Regions from separate parts of the Zea mays genome. Here region 1 is linked to region 2. A link is a contact called in public Hi-C data. All regions are on one chromosome and are shown on one strand. Each heading gives the region's core, a stretch centred on a gene start, on an enhancer-like site or on the middle of the called end of the contact. The rest is flanking DNA. Distances are from core to core; before and after follow the strand shown.

Evidence for each region. A called contact is a pair of places that touch in the nucleus more often than the background predicts.
Region 1: a Hi-C map of ear shows a contact between it and region 2, with 1.6 times the contacts expected there. The contact joins the promoter of LOC100277400 here to the promoter of LOC542489 in region 2. A contact is called at or near these places in 2 of 25 Hi-C or Micro-C datasets (ear and tassel).

What each region holds. Positions count from the first base shown.
Region 1 is chr3:12,356,721-12,363,986 of Zm-B73-REFERENCE-NAM-5.0, reverse strand. LOC100277400 reads right to left here and starts at 4,039. Exons shown (of 10, transcript NM_001150967.1): 1 at 3,727-4,039; 2 at 3,411-3,595; 3 at 2,494-2,869; 4 at 2,376-2,409; 5 at 1,906-2,130; 6 at 1,670-1,759; 7 at 1,020-1,085; 8 at 853-944; 9 at 721-768; 10 at 1-21. The coding sequence starts at 2,837.
Region 2 is chr3:11,616,460-11,623,270 of Zm-B73-REFERENCE-NAM-5.0, reverse strand. It overlaps LOC542489 (cellulose synthase 3), which reads right to left and starts at 5,104. Exons shown (of 14, transcript NM_001305863.1): 1 at 4,894-5,104; 2 at 4,088-4,283; 3 at 3,733-3,923; 4 at 3,091-3,175; 5 at 2,814-3,003; 6 at 2,189-2,455; 7 at 1,737-2,082; 8 at 1,521-1,658; 9 at 1,300-1,425; 10 at 1,005-1,217; 11 at 674-932; 12 at 354-550. The coding sequence starts at 4,971.

The DNA.
Region 1 (7,266 bases), core at 2,790-5,289, 740 kb before region 2:
AGCAGTGCCACCACCAGGTACCTGCCAGGAATCACAGTTTTTTTTTTAATTTCTTTCAGGCTGATGAAATCGTAGTTTACAGCAATACTGGCATAAGAGTATGGTAGAAAGAGCATGATAGCGATTTTATTGATGGCTTGTGTGTAAAATGAGTGCGACGACCAAAAGTATTACTATTTAGGCACCAAATTGTTTTGTCCTTTGTATGTTATTGCATCTGTTCATGTGGTAATAGGATTTTCATAGCTATCCCCCCTAGCTTGTGATTCTGCTGTCATTTACTGTCTAGATTCTACCTTTTTCTTAGACTAAGGCCCTGTTTGTTTACTCTCTAGATTATATAACCCAACTTAAATAAGTTAAGAGACAAACAAATAACAGAGATTATTAGGTGAATTATATAATATAGAACCTAGATTATGATAATACATAAGCAGATCATTAGATGCTTATATAATCCATAAGGCCTTGTTCGGTTAATCCCGTTAGCTATGGATTGGACGGGATTGGAAAAAATTGAGAACAATTTTGACTTGTTTGGGATTTGAACCCACCCAAACCCACTCAATCCACATGGATTTAGAGCTAACCGAACAGGCCCTAAGCTGGATTATATAATCCTGGAAGTAAACAAACAGAGCCAAACTAATGCGTAAGCTACACATGAGACCATGGTATTTAGCAAAAATAGAGTCACTTGTTTCGTCTAGTCGACCTTACCATACAGGTGCACCAGGGAATGTCAAGTCTAGAAATGGGTAAGGCCACCTGAACAAAGCAAAAAAAAAAAGTTATGCATCAGAACTGCACACCGTTAGGAAGAAGAAACAAGAACCAAGTTCGTAGTGTTACCCTATTGACACGAAAAAGTGGACGATCCACTGAACATTAACAAAAATGCCCGTCCACAGTAGGAAGTATGCTATCCTAAACCACGGGAAATGCTGCACTTGTGGATAAAATGATCAGTTGACCATGATATGGATCAATGTTGTGAGCTTGCGGCATGAGACGTTTACCAGTCTGTTTAGAGCTGCATCTCCAACTATGAAGACAACGTTGATTGAATGTGTCCCAATCAGAATCTGTGATGCACATATTAAGAGCTTTTAAGAAATTTAAAAAATACGAATACAAATAACAAACCTCCAATAAACAAATAAATCTCTATTTTGTACTATGATTATATATTGGTATGAGTAGCACGTAATCAACGTAACATTTCATTCTTACAAAGCAATAGGCCACTACTGATGCACCTATAAAAAAGTGCTTAGCACTTGTATACATCCACTTCTGCCTCCCTTAAATCATGTACAAAAGATACATAAGCAATACTGGCAGGCCGAAAGGTTTTATGTTCTTGCGTGTTTTTATCTCTTTATTAATATAGGCAGAGCTCATGACATGTGTTCCAAAAAATAAATGAGTCTCAAAGGTGACCAAATTACAAAGTAACTGATAAAAAGTCACATACCATTAAGTTATATATACTACCATACCAGAGTTCCAAAATCCCTAGGTATATATAGTGAATTATGGTCTTCAAGGTAAATTTTAAAGGAAAAAGTAATGTGTACGAAAGACTTTAGTTAATATGGTTCACCAAACAAGTAAGACTGTACAGTAGATTGTTAGTGTTCCTAAAATCGCAAAAGGGATCACTCACAAAATCCATCTTGTACTGATTGTGGGCAAGGAAAGGGTACAGAATAAACCAGAACACCAAATCTGTAATCATCACAGCACCTGCATTTGTCTGGAAAGAAACACAGAATGAGTGGAGTGGCAATGTCAGTCATCTTTCATGTTTCTCTTCATTACTTTTATTAATGTAAAATAGGTCAACTTTTTGCAAAAAAAATGTGAAGCAATGGCACATCCTTATGATGGTTGACGACTTACCTGAAACATGATCTGGAACATATAACCCCAAACTCCTGCTATTTCTCCACCATTGTTTGTTTTAGTGTCATGAGAAATTTTGATTGCAGGGTCATATACACTTTCCGCAGTTGGAGCTATCATATATGTGCCATGATCTGCACCAGATCTTACCGGATCATATCTATCCCCACCAGTATTGTAAACATACTGATAGCATCCATATATAGAAAGTAACGATCCAAGCTGAAGATAAAGAGGGTAGTACTGGTTAAAAAATCATGAGCAAGAATACATAACTCGAGTGTCCAGTCTGTTTCAGATAATATCCTCAAAAGAAAATTCATATAAGCCTTTGTATCAATGTTGCAGGAGTGCAGTGAGATGTGATGTCAGTGTCAGTTACTGAAACTCAAGGTTAAGTATAACAACAAAAGTGACAAATAACCAAAACAAAACGCAAGCCAAAGTTCCATTGGCAAACTACATACCCCAAAATACAAGGTGACAAGCAAGAACGTCCACCTGCCAAACATACAACATCATTTCAGCATAAGTTTTTTTTAATTGTTGGTAGTGGAACTAATTCTGGGATGAAAATGAGCTCACTGAGTGTAGTATAGGAAGATACTCCATCCATCAGTAATGATGTCGACCACGAGCAGCGAAGCCAAAACGAAGAAGGCCACAACGCGAAATGCCAGCAGCCAGCCAGGGTGGATACCCTCAAGGCATGTCTTCCAGCAATCTTCAAGATAAACAACACCAGGTCTGACACGTGGTAACGCCTCTTCTCTGTCTCCACCGTCATCGCCATTGCTGTCCGGTGAACTGGCCCCCTCGTACTTCTTAATCAGGAAGAATGCCAAGGCCATGCAGGAGTAGACCCAGAGCGCGCACAGCAAGAACCTCCAGTTGAGCCAGTACTCCGGTTGAGTAGTGTCCACGGCCATGGCTGAGGATTGGAATGCTTAATTAACCGTCCCTGCCATCATATATCAGCAACACATTATATAAGTTTGCTGTCCTCGTCGTTCTCATTAAAATCTGATACTATACTTGCGCCAGTCCGTTAAAGAAACAGTGCCAAAGTCCCTAAACCGAGGCCAGCTTCCCCCCCCCCCCCCCCCCCCCCCCCCCCCGCAAATAGGGAGACGCTGCTTCAACCCGCGACCTGGTGGCCTGCGCCAGTCCATTCATCAATCAAGGATAAAAAGAAGCACTTTTTTCCTTGCCTTCCCGGCTAATAGAGAGATCAACGCAATACAGAATCCTAATTGCCAAATAGAGAAAGCAGGGGAAAAGAACAGGCCAAAGAAAGTGAGACACACAAAACACTATTCGGAGATTCAGAACCTATGCCGCAACCTGGTCGGCCTGGGTACCCCACGCAAAAGGTAAAGATGCGACATTTGCCCGTCCTTCATTGACGCGCACACACGAAACAAACGAACAAAACGAAGCGGAAGGCATCAAGAAACCTATCGTCTGAGAGAGTATGAAGTGGGGAAGGAAGCTGAGTTTACCGGCGATTGATTCGTCAACAGGATCGCGCAGACACACCAGCGGATCGGACAGAGTGGTTAAAGAAGACACCGAGAACCACTACTCACTCCCCTTGCCCGCTTGCCCTCTCCAAGCTCCGTCCGGTTCCTTCCACCTAGTTCGTGTGATGCGCCTTCCTCCGACGAGTGAACTACTGTTGCAGCATCTAGATTGAGATCGGGGGAGGATACATCGGACATGTGCGCATCAGTGTATCCGCAATAAAAAAAAAAGAACACGGAATCAGAAAATGCTAGTCAAAATCTAAAACGCATAGAGATAGAGATCATGAATTACGATATGCGGATGGGCAGCAGATCCCTGCCAGTTCCTCGCAAGAATCTCCGGCTCCGAGTCAAAGTGCCGGCGGTGGACTCGTGCTGGCGGTGGACTCGGGAAGCCTCTCGTCTGGGTGTGGCGCCTCCTCTCCCACCTGTCCCAGAGCAGCAGCAGCCGCAGGCAAAGACAGGGCGAGAAGTGAGCGAACGGACCAAGAAAGAACCAATCGCGACGAGGACCAACCAACCACGGGGTCAGGTGATCTGGGAGACGCGATGAGGATGAGATGGAGCAAGTTTTTCCGACCTGGACCGCTTGCTTGGAATGGAATGGGACCATTCGATGGATAGATGACACATTTATCATTTGCTTGTGTCGATTTGCCTTTGCGACCGCAAGGAATCAAAATGTTATGTTTCTCACGTCGCAACAAGTACACCCGAACGTTCTGGGGTTCTGGCACGTGCGTGACCAAAGAGACGAGCAATGAAACAAACAATCACTGCCATACCTGAATGAAATGCAGATGTTCTATGAGGTCCCGCTTTGGATCCTTTAGGTTAAATTTCATTTCAATAGTTATAATTTAAGCATAGATTAATAATATGGTTTTATATCATCGGTGTTATATATATAATAAAGACATTTATGTGCTACATTTATGTTATAGGGTAGCGAGCCAAAATGTATATTATAAATTGCAGAATAGAAATATAGTTCGATGAAATCAATTTTCATCCTTTCGTTCTATAAATTTAAGATAGAATTGTATCTGAACTTTAAAAACGATGGAATATCAGATTCTAAGCTAAATAGCCTACTCTATTAAGTAGATTTTATTTTTAATAAAAATAGAGGGATCCAAATGACCCCTAAACTCTTCTGTCATATGACCTAACAGACTAAGTTATGCTCTCTCTGTTTTATAAAGACTACGATTGTGGATATATACATATACCAATGATTCATGTGAAATTACAATAATACATATGTAGATGTTCAAGGGGTAAAGTAGGCCATAGCCCCTCTAATTTTTGAAACTACTAATATATATAATATGTATTTTCTGAAAATAATAGAAAAATGCTAAAGATAATGGGCCAAAACCAACTTCGTTCGTGGGCCACTGGGCCTCCTCCCAGTCCGGCCCTCTCTAAATCACAATCCCCTATATTATAAAAGTGTCTTTCAGGACTTCATCGACAGAAGACAAACCTGTAGAAAGCCTAGGTCAGCGCCAGCCTGACATTCATGAGACCATGCACATAGGGAGGCCAAGCCCCATGGCGGCTAGGCCTCGAGGCCTGTGAGTTAGGGGCCTTATACGAGTCTCCTTGGCTCTCCCTAAGACGCCTCAGGGTAGAACAACCAGGGGACACAGCCCCAACGCCATATGTGCCTCTAACTAGTGAACCAACACCATAGGTAGACCACACATGACACCAAGAAATAAAAAGGCTTTTATTCATCTCATTTATTGCAAGAGACGACGACATCACTATAGCCACACCTAGATCACAAGTGAACCAACGAGCACTATGTCATGTAGTTTCTACAACTGCCAACTGTGTCATATGATAGCGTGGGTGAAAGGAACACGGATGCCTAAGGGGGTGTCGAGTACCAAGGAACGGGGTACCCAAAATAGGGCACATAACCTCCTGGCCGACCAAGTCCCGCCCGAGCAAGTATGCGAGGCGCGCGCGATCGACCAAGTCCCCGCCGAGCAAGCCTACGAGGTAGAGCGGCCGACCAAGTCCCAGTCGAGCAAATCTGCAAGGCGGAGACCCAAGTCACGCGCTACAAGCCCACGCTGACTGTGACAAGATGTGTCACCCTAGGAACACGACCGGACATATGTACGACAGATCGAGGATGCGCCGGGAGGTCACTATCAACATGACTTCACATCCTCAAGTATGACCCCGGGCGCACCCCCACTAACTCGAGGGGTTAATTGACCCTGTCCATGGAGGACCTTAGCACTGGAGCTTCTATAGTGACCCATATAATGGATAGTACACAGTAGATATACCATACCGGGTTTATGCCTACGCACATCGGTGAGTGGCGCGGGCTCATGACGACAGGCGAGACCACACGACGCACGACTGCACCGTATGACTAACCTGTGGGGCCCCTCACACTACTACGAAGATGCCCACGGTAAGACTCACTAAAGGGACACGTATACCGAACAGACAGGACAATACACCTGTTGGGGGCCTTCGTCTTCCGAAGGTCCTAAAAAACATGATTTAACAGTGTTTCCCAAGTGTAATATATATACAGGTACCTTAAGACTCAGGTTAAAACTGTACATGATACGGAAAGCATGGTCGAGACGAAGGTTGATGATGCTCCGAAGCTACGTGCAAGGGAGCTTCGGCTCAGCGGCGGAAAAAGGAACCGACTTAAAGGGGAAAAGGCTATCTAGTCCTCGTTGGGTTGTCCTTAAATCAATAGTAAATATAAAGGGCATGAATGTAATTTTACACAGGCTGCGCCCTGTGCCTATAAATAGATGAACAGTACCCCTGTACTGTTCACGCTGACTTGTACTTGCTCGTGCATCACGTTTGTACTTTAGCCTTCTGTCAAGCCGAAGGTAACTCAATATTGTTCTTATTCATTCATGATTATATAATAAGGGCATATAAAGGATGTTACATGGTTATTCATGTTATTTCTCATGTTTCATATGCTTCTTCTTTCATCAATGTAAACTGTGATCATGAAGGTATGTTCTTCATGACCTTCGTCCGAAGATCGTTATATCCTGAGGGAAATAATGCTTCAAAGGACGAAGGGCCTTAACCATTAACTTCTTTCTGTGTTGCCTTGTTCTTAATTCATAGCATTTGAGAACAAGTCCCCAACATTGGCGCCCACCTCCGGTGTACTCACTTCCACAACCTTCGGCAAAGCATCAACCTTCGTCATGCCGCCGAAGAAGATAACAGCGCCGGGGGCTGCACTGCAGCCACTGGACACAAACCAAGACATACTCTCTAACGGTCCGTCCGATGGCCCAGAAGTCAGAAGCTCCAACTGGACTGTTCGGTGGCCCAGAAGTCAGAAGCTCCAACGGTCGAACCCTAACGGTTGGGTGACGTGGCTGGCGTACCGGACTGTCCGGTGCGCCATACGACAGCAGCCTTCACAAACGACTATTTTGGTGGTTGGGGTTATAAATACCCCCAACCACCCACCATTCATTGCATCCAAGTTTTCAGCCTTCAAACCTCATACAAGAGCTATAACATTCAATACAAGACACAAACAAAGAGATCAAATCCTATCCCAAGTCCGGAATCAGTCCAACCAAATTAGTGACTAGAGAGAGAGAGAGATTTGTGTTCATTTGAGCTCTTGCGCTTGGATTGCTTTTCTTCTTCCTTCTTTCTTGTTTCCAACTCAATTGTAATCAAGGCAAGAGACACCAATTGTGTGGTGGTCCTTGTGGGGACTTAGTGTCCCGATTGATTGAGAATAGAAGCTCACTCGGTCTAAGTGACCGTTTGAGAGAGGGAAAGGGTTGAAAGAGACCCGGTCTTT
Region 2 (6,811 bases), core at 3,855-6,354:
AGTTATTCTCATTAGTGTTTTAGTCAATGCTACCTCCTTCCCAAAAAAGAATGCAATTCTAGATGCAATCTAGATTAAATTTCCTGAAGTATGACCAAATATATAGGTACAAATATTAATGTTTATGACGCCAAATAAGTATATTATGGAAGTATGTTTCATGAGCTCATGACAAATGTAATAATACCTATTTAGTATGTTATTGTTCATTTTTATATAAATTTGATCAAACGTATTTTAACATGTTATTATAGAATTGCATGCTTTTTAGGACAGAGTAGATCAACTAGGAAAAACAAAAAAGTGAAAAACTATTTGAAGCGCAGTAAAAGAACTCTGCTTTACTCACTGACCTCTTTCCCCCATTCTGTTTTATCCTCATATCCACAACTAATGACATGTATAGCTTCCTTTAGCAGGGAACCTGGGTTTGTTGAAGGGGGTATGCCACCTTGAGTCATAAAGGTGGATGCAATAAAAATTGGAGACTGGCCAAAGCGTTTCTCCAAGCTCTTCTGAGACATAAGCAGTGACCTTTCATCCTCGTAACCTGGTGGGATTTCACGATTCACATCAGTACAAGCTAACATATTTTAGCATGACAATAACTTCAGTATCAGAACAAGATTTGCATTTAATAAGCAAGATTAAATGTCTAGCGGCATGAGCAGACCTTCAAATCCCTCTTCTATATCTTCCATGTTGAAGATGGGAGCCGAAGATTCTGTTCTCTTCATATCACGGTTTTTGGAATCAATATAGCTCTTGTCCTTCTTTTTTCTTCCGCCACAGCAACTTTTAATGATAATGTTAGGCTCCAAATCAGCTTCTGTCAATACAGGATCATAGCCATACAAGGCCTGCCTATTGAAACAGCATCCTGTTCCCACATAAACAGGTCCTTGAATGCCATCTAGACCCTTCATATTAATCTGCAAAGAGAAACCGACATAAGAAACATGAAATACTTGCAAATTTGGTCAAAAAAGAGTTACAATACTTACATCAAAGAAGACAATGTTCCGGTTTGCATATCGATCATGCAAGTCTATACCATCAAATCTTTGTGGAAACTGAACATAGCAAGTTTTCCTTCCTAGTGCTGGATCCATCATGAAACACATAGCCTCTCTAAGAGCTTTGCTGCTATTGAAGTAGTGATCACAATCCACATTAAGAAGATAAGCACCATTCGTCAGGACAGCTGATACGCGAATCTGTTCATTAGTAAAGAGATCATAAAGCAATGAACAAACCAAATAGACATTCGTAGAGCTGAATAACTATGTGAAAATATACCAAAGCATTCATGGCACCAGCCTTCTTGTGGTGCTGGAAGCCTGGCCTCTTTTCACGAGAAACATAAACAAGCCGTGGCAACTCATTCCCATCCGTGTCAAGCCCACCACTGTGGCCCAAGAATACCTATTATAAAAAAAGTGGAATACATGAGGACAAGATCTATGACAAACTAAAGTTCTGACAGAATGTCCATTTTAGAGATATTAAGAAAAATATACTTGGATCATTCCTGGATGATCTCTAGGGTTATTCCCAGGCCAAGGAGTGCCATCAGCCATGGTCCAGCCCTCCTCAGGTATTTTTTGCGCTTTTGCAACAAGGGCATTGATCCGTACTTTGAACTCTTCATACTCCCTCTGTCAGAGAACACCTCATGTGATCAAAGTCACCCATTTGTAGAATAAGTAATCTGACTATTTGCTACCTTATCTTACCTTCATAGCCCGCCTTTCTTTCACAAAAGAAGGTTGTATTTTGTCCTTTAGGTAATCTATCTTTTGAGCAAAGTAAAACTCTGGAGCCCTAGGTTCAATATTGTGTTTCTTGCAAAAGGGAACCCATTTCCTTGCAAACTCTGCGGTTTCAGATAGCGCTTCAAAAGTCAACATAGCTGAACCGTCATCAGAAACATAACATGATACTTTGTCAACAGGGTAATCCACAGCAAGAATGGACAGGACAGTGTTGCCAGTAATTAGAGGAGGTTCCTTAAGTGGATCCACTGTACTAACAAAGACATCGATTGGAGCCAACTGGGATGGCTCACCCTCCCTATCATATCTGCAAAGTCGAACCAGAAATCTCAGCACGAAACATAAGAACACTTAAAGATAACAATCAATGCATTGGCAACATCCAGTAGAAAACATCAAGAAGTGCAACTTGCCTCAATGCAAGTCTATCGAGGTAAGTTTCACGGTTGATAGGATACCACTTTGGGAACTGATCTAGAAGCCAAGACAAGGCAAACCAAACTTCACAAATAACAGATACAAGCCACAACCCATAAGCATCTTCCACTGGATGAGTTATACGATATTGAAAGAAGAAACATAGGATGATAAGCCGGAGAACAATCACGATCCGATAAAGGTTAAGCTCGTTTGGAGATATCGGAACTATGCGACTTAGAGGTAGCCGTGCATCGTCAGCCCTGCAGAAGAGCAATAAATGCAGGCAAATCAACAGCATTAGCTGAAACAGAAAGCAGTAAGCATTCCACTATTACAAAACACTAGAACAGAAGTGGCAAGAATAAAAAACTTGGTGTGTAGCAAAAATATCCACTACATTAAAACTGGTGCAGGACTCATTTGTGGAGTTTAATGGAAAGAGTATTCTCTGGCATTATAGCAAATATTGCTTGGCTTGATGTAGTCAGCAACTCAGCATGGACAACTAAAATTGTAAAATAAGACCCCAGGTGCAATGTGAATGTTTTCTATACAGAAGGATCCTGATTCAAAGAAGAAAAGACAGAGCAGACATAAGTGAAGTCGTAAGGACCATACATTTGCAGATCTTCACCATTTGAGCCAGTCCCTTCAATGTCCCCTTTCCCTTCAGCTGGATATTTATGAGTCACCTGTATCATATTTTTGTCCTGTCTAACTTTCCAGCTCTCGACTCTTTCTTTCCAGTCAACACTTCCAACTCCATAAGAATTCAAATCCTTCGAGGGGTCCACAATCCTCACAGGTACTGATATCATGGAACAAATGATTGCATTCTAGTGAATCTGCAGGGGAACTGATTACCAACACAAATATACATAACACGATAGCACACCTGGAATGCTTGGATCAACATAACTTGGTGTTGGGCTGCGAATAGAATGGCGATCAGGAGATGCATCAGGGATATCTCCAGACATCTGAAAGCAGTTGACAATGTTTCAGTGCAACAACAATACAAAATATTCTTATGGAAGCTTTCAAGTTCAATATAACGACCATCTATCTAATTCATTGGAATTATGTCAGGAAGTACAATGACCATCTAATTCAATGGAATTATAGCTGTCTTTCTGAAACAAGACGTAGGTCCCAAAAGTAGTAAGCAGTATTTGTCGAGCGTATTTATTGTTATACACTGGATGGTTGAGTGCAAAACTCTTGCAGAGGCTGGCATAAAATTCCTTTATCTAAAAAAACTTATTGTCATACATGTATCTGGTAACAGATAAGAGCACCCAGCCACCCATTTCTTGTATATGGACTTAATCATCTATAAGCAACCAAGAACACTGGGCTACAACTCCAGCAGTGAGGCAGTGAACCAGTTGGTTCCATTGAAACTTCACACTACAGGGCTAAAGCGGAAGGACAGCCTTGGATAGTACAGATAATTCTAATAAGATTACAGGACCAAAAGCTCAGCAAGAATCTGTTTGTCTGGCATCGTATAGTGGCTTTATGTATGTTGTTATACCTGCTGCCCAGTTGTCAGACGTGGAATTCTGTGATGGGGTTCATGTCGAGAAGACGAAGAGATGTCAACATCTTCCCCTTGTCCCCGCAGCTGCCACTGAGGCCCTTGGACATTGCCTTGTGTATAGTTGAATTCGTTGTCCAAATCATCAACTCCATCCTCTTCCTCATCTCCCCGAACTCGAGGGCTTCCTAAATTTGAACATGGAGATATGTGCATAAGTCATTTTCCATTAGAAAATTTAAACAGATGTGTTTGCAATATCAATTAACAGATTTCTCAAGAAGTTTGAAACTTTGATTCTTTGAACTTGTAAAGCAATGAGTAAGCTCAGTATGTCCCACAAGGAACGGACCTTTGTGCCTCTTGTATCTAGTCTTGCATTGAGGGCAGCACTGATTCCCCTCCTTACGCTCGTACTCATAGCACGGACGACACACTGGGAAGGCACATTCGTTGCACGCAACAAAGATATCGCCTGTTGCTGAGAGCCCGAGCGTGTCACCGCAGATTTGACATATTTGTTCATTCACATTCTTCAACTGCTTAGCCTGCACGCCAACAACGTAGATGTAGTCATGAAGGTGAGATTGTGACAGCAACAAACCAACAATCAGAGGTTCTATATAAGAATATCATAAAATCGAACAAGACGCAACAAATTTCCCTCATGGCCCACAGAGTTAGGAGAAATGCATACATTAATTAAGACCAAAGCTTGACGCATTAGCAGGTCAACAGCTTATTAATACCAACAAACTGTAGGATTCGAACTGTTCCTATAAAATACAGATGACAAACCCAGGCAAGTTGAATAATCCATCTCAACCAAATCCCCTCTGCATTTCCCGACAACACCGTCGCGAGCAGGTGGCGAAGAGAACAGTGAAATCAATAGAGTCGCCACTCGACCAGCACGCCGCGCCGAAAACCCCCCACAACCGCACCGAAAACCTCCTACGCTGACGCAACAGAACCTAGGCATCCCACACAACGACCGCAAGGGCCGCCAATCGGACGCTGGACCAACTCCATCCGCCCGGCGGCGCACGGGCGCACGGCAGATCGACAGGTCCCCCGGCGCAAATCAAAACGCGACGGGACGAAGCCGAGTGAGAGCGCGAGCAGGGCACCGAAGAGCGGGGGAGAGTGGGGACGCACCGCGGCTCCGTCGCCGTCGTGCCGGATCGTTACGACCCCGCCGCGGGAGCCAGCCACCATCCCCCGGTTCGCCTCCATGCCGACGCCGCCGCTATCCGCCTCCTCCCCGCAGCCCGTCTCGCCTCTCTTCACGCAGCACGCATTCCGACGCGAGTGCGCGTTAGCTGGTGGTGAGTGTCCCGACTGCTAGTGCTCTCGCTGTCGTGTCGCGTACTCGCGTCCCCCACACGCGTCGCTTTCTGCCGCGTCCCGTGGGCTAGCGCGGTGAACTGTGACGGGCTCTGCACCGTCGGATGGGAGGTGGGAGTGGGAGGTGGATGTGGGCTGTCGGATTGGGTACGGCCGTGCGGGGCGGCGGGCGTCAACGTCGTCGCCTGGACGCCGTCACCGTCCCACAGACTGTTGTTCAGTTGTTCTAGCCGTGCGCAACGGTCTGTCCATTCAGGTTACAAAATTCGAGTCAGATAATTCGGTTAAATGAAATTTAGGGTATAAATAATTGTTAACGAATTTTAGTTTCAAAAAATATTATTCGAAATTTTATATACTCAATGATTCATTTCGGATTTTACTTGATAATATCTGAAATGGACACAATCAATCATTTTAAAAGAATTTTAGTAGCATTTAAAGTAATAAATAATGGTTCCTCAAATCAAAACATGTCTGCATATCAATAATAATAAACTAGTTATTAAGTTAGCGTAAATATATATTAGTTTGTTTTAAATAATATAATTATATCGCACCGAACCACTTCATGTGTCTTTATGTTATGAATATATAAGAGAAATGATTGAGATATTTCGAGTAATTCGGATAGATCGAGTATTGGGGAACATTTCCCAAACTAAATTTGGGTTTTTACAATTACTATCCCACAATTAATTTTGTAGGTTAGGAGAGGATTCGTGATGTTGTCGTCTCGATGGTCTTGCTCTTTACACGCCTAAGAGAGTTTAGACTTGTTCAGAAATAACTCCTACATAGTATGGTGTTGAAGCCTTTCTTATTGACTCGAGTGTTACAAAGTGGAGTGTTGAACTCTCGTGCTTTGTGTAAAGTGGATGCAAGGTGGCCCCATCCCTTTATGTACTTGAGGAACATGAGACCTATTGTTACAGAGGTTTCGATGGGGTGTGTTGTTCATATTCCGGGTTGTGTAGCTCTTTTGGTACATCATGGCGAATGCATATTGCTTTGTCATCTTCAAGATGACTAGGCCAAGGGAGTGGTTAGGTCCTGCATGTGTCCAAAGCCTTGTCGTTGGGCACGTTTATAAGAGTCGTACGAGTGGTTGGCCTTGGAGTTATCTTCTTTCGCTCATGTCTTGTCTAATTCTGTTGACTTTCTTCCTTTTGAGGTGTGGTGTTGAGGAGTCCCTAGAGTACTTTATACTATATCTACCTTTGTCTTACGTTAGACGTGTACGCTGAAAGATTAGAGGATCATAAATGCACTGGCTCTATGAGTTTCCTTTCTGACTATGGAGTCATGTATGAGATGTATAGTCAGCTTGTCCGAGGTTAGGATTGACTAGTCGAGGTTAGGGCCAACTTGGTGGAGGATCTTGGTCGAGTGAACCCTAGTTGTGTTTGTTATGGTCCAGTCTAACTTGGTCGGGGTGGCCAGATCAAGTTTGGCCTAGTGGAAAATACTAGGTTATGGGGACTTTCGTTAGGTTTGCTTCGGTCAGGTTCAACCTGGGCGAGATGACCTAATCGAGCCTAATCTACCTAGAGACCATCTTGCACGTAATTTCATATGTCATAGAGTAGTCATTTTACGTTATCTTAGGGTACCCTGTATTGTGGGTACATGTCACTATCTTAAATTACGATTGGGTATTTCAGGTTTCAGTATTTGGATCCGGGTTCAAGTAATTTGGGTTTGATGTTTGGGTATCGAGTATTTTGTT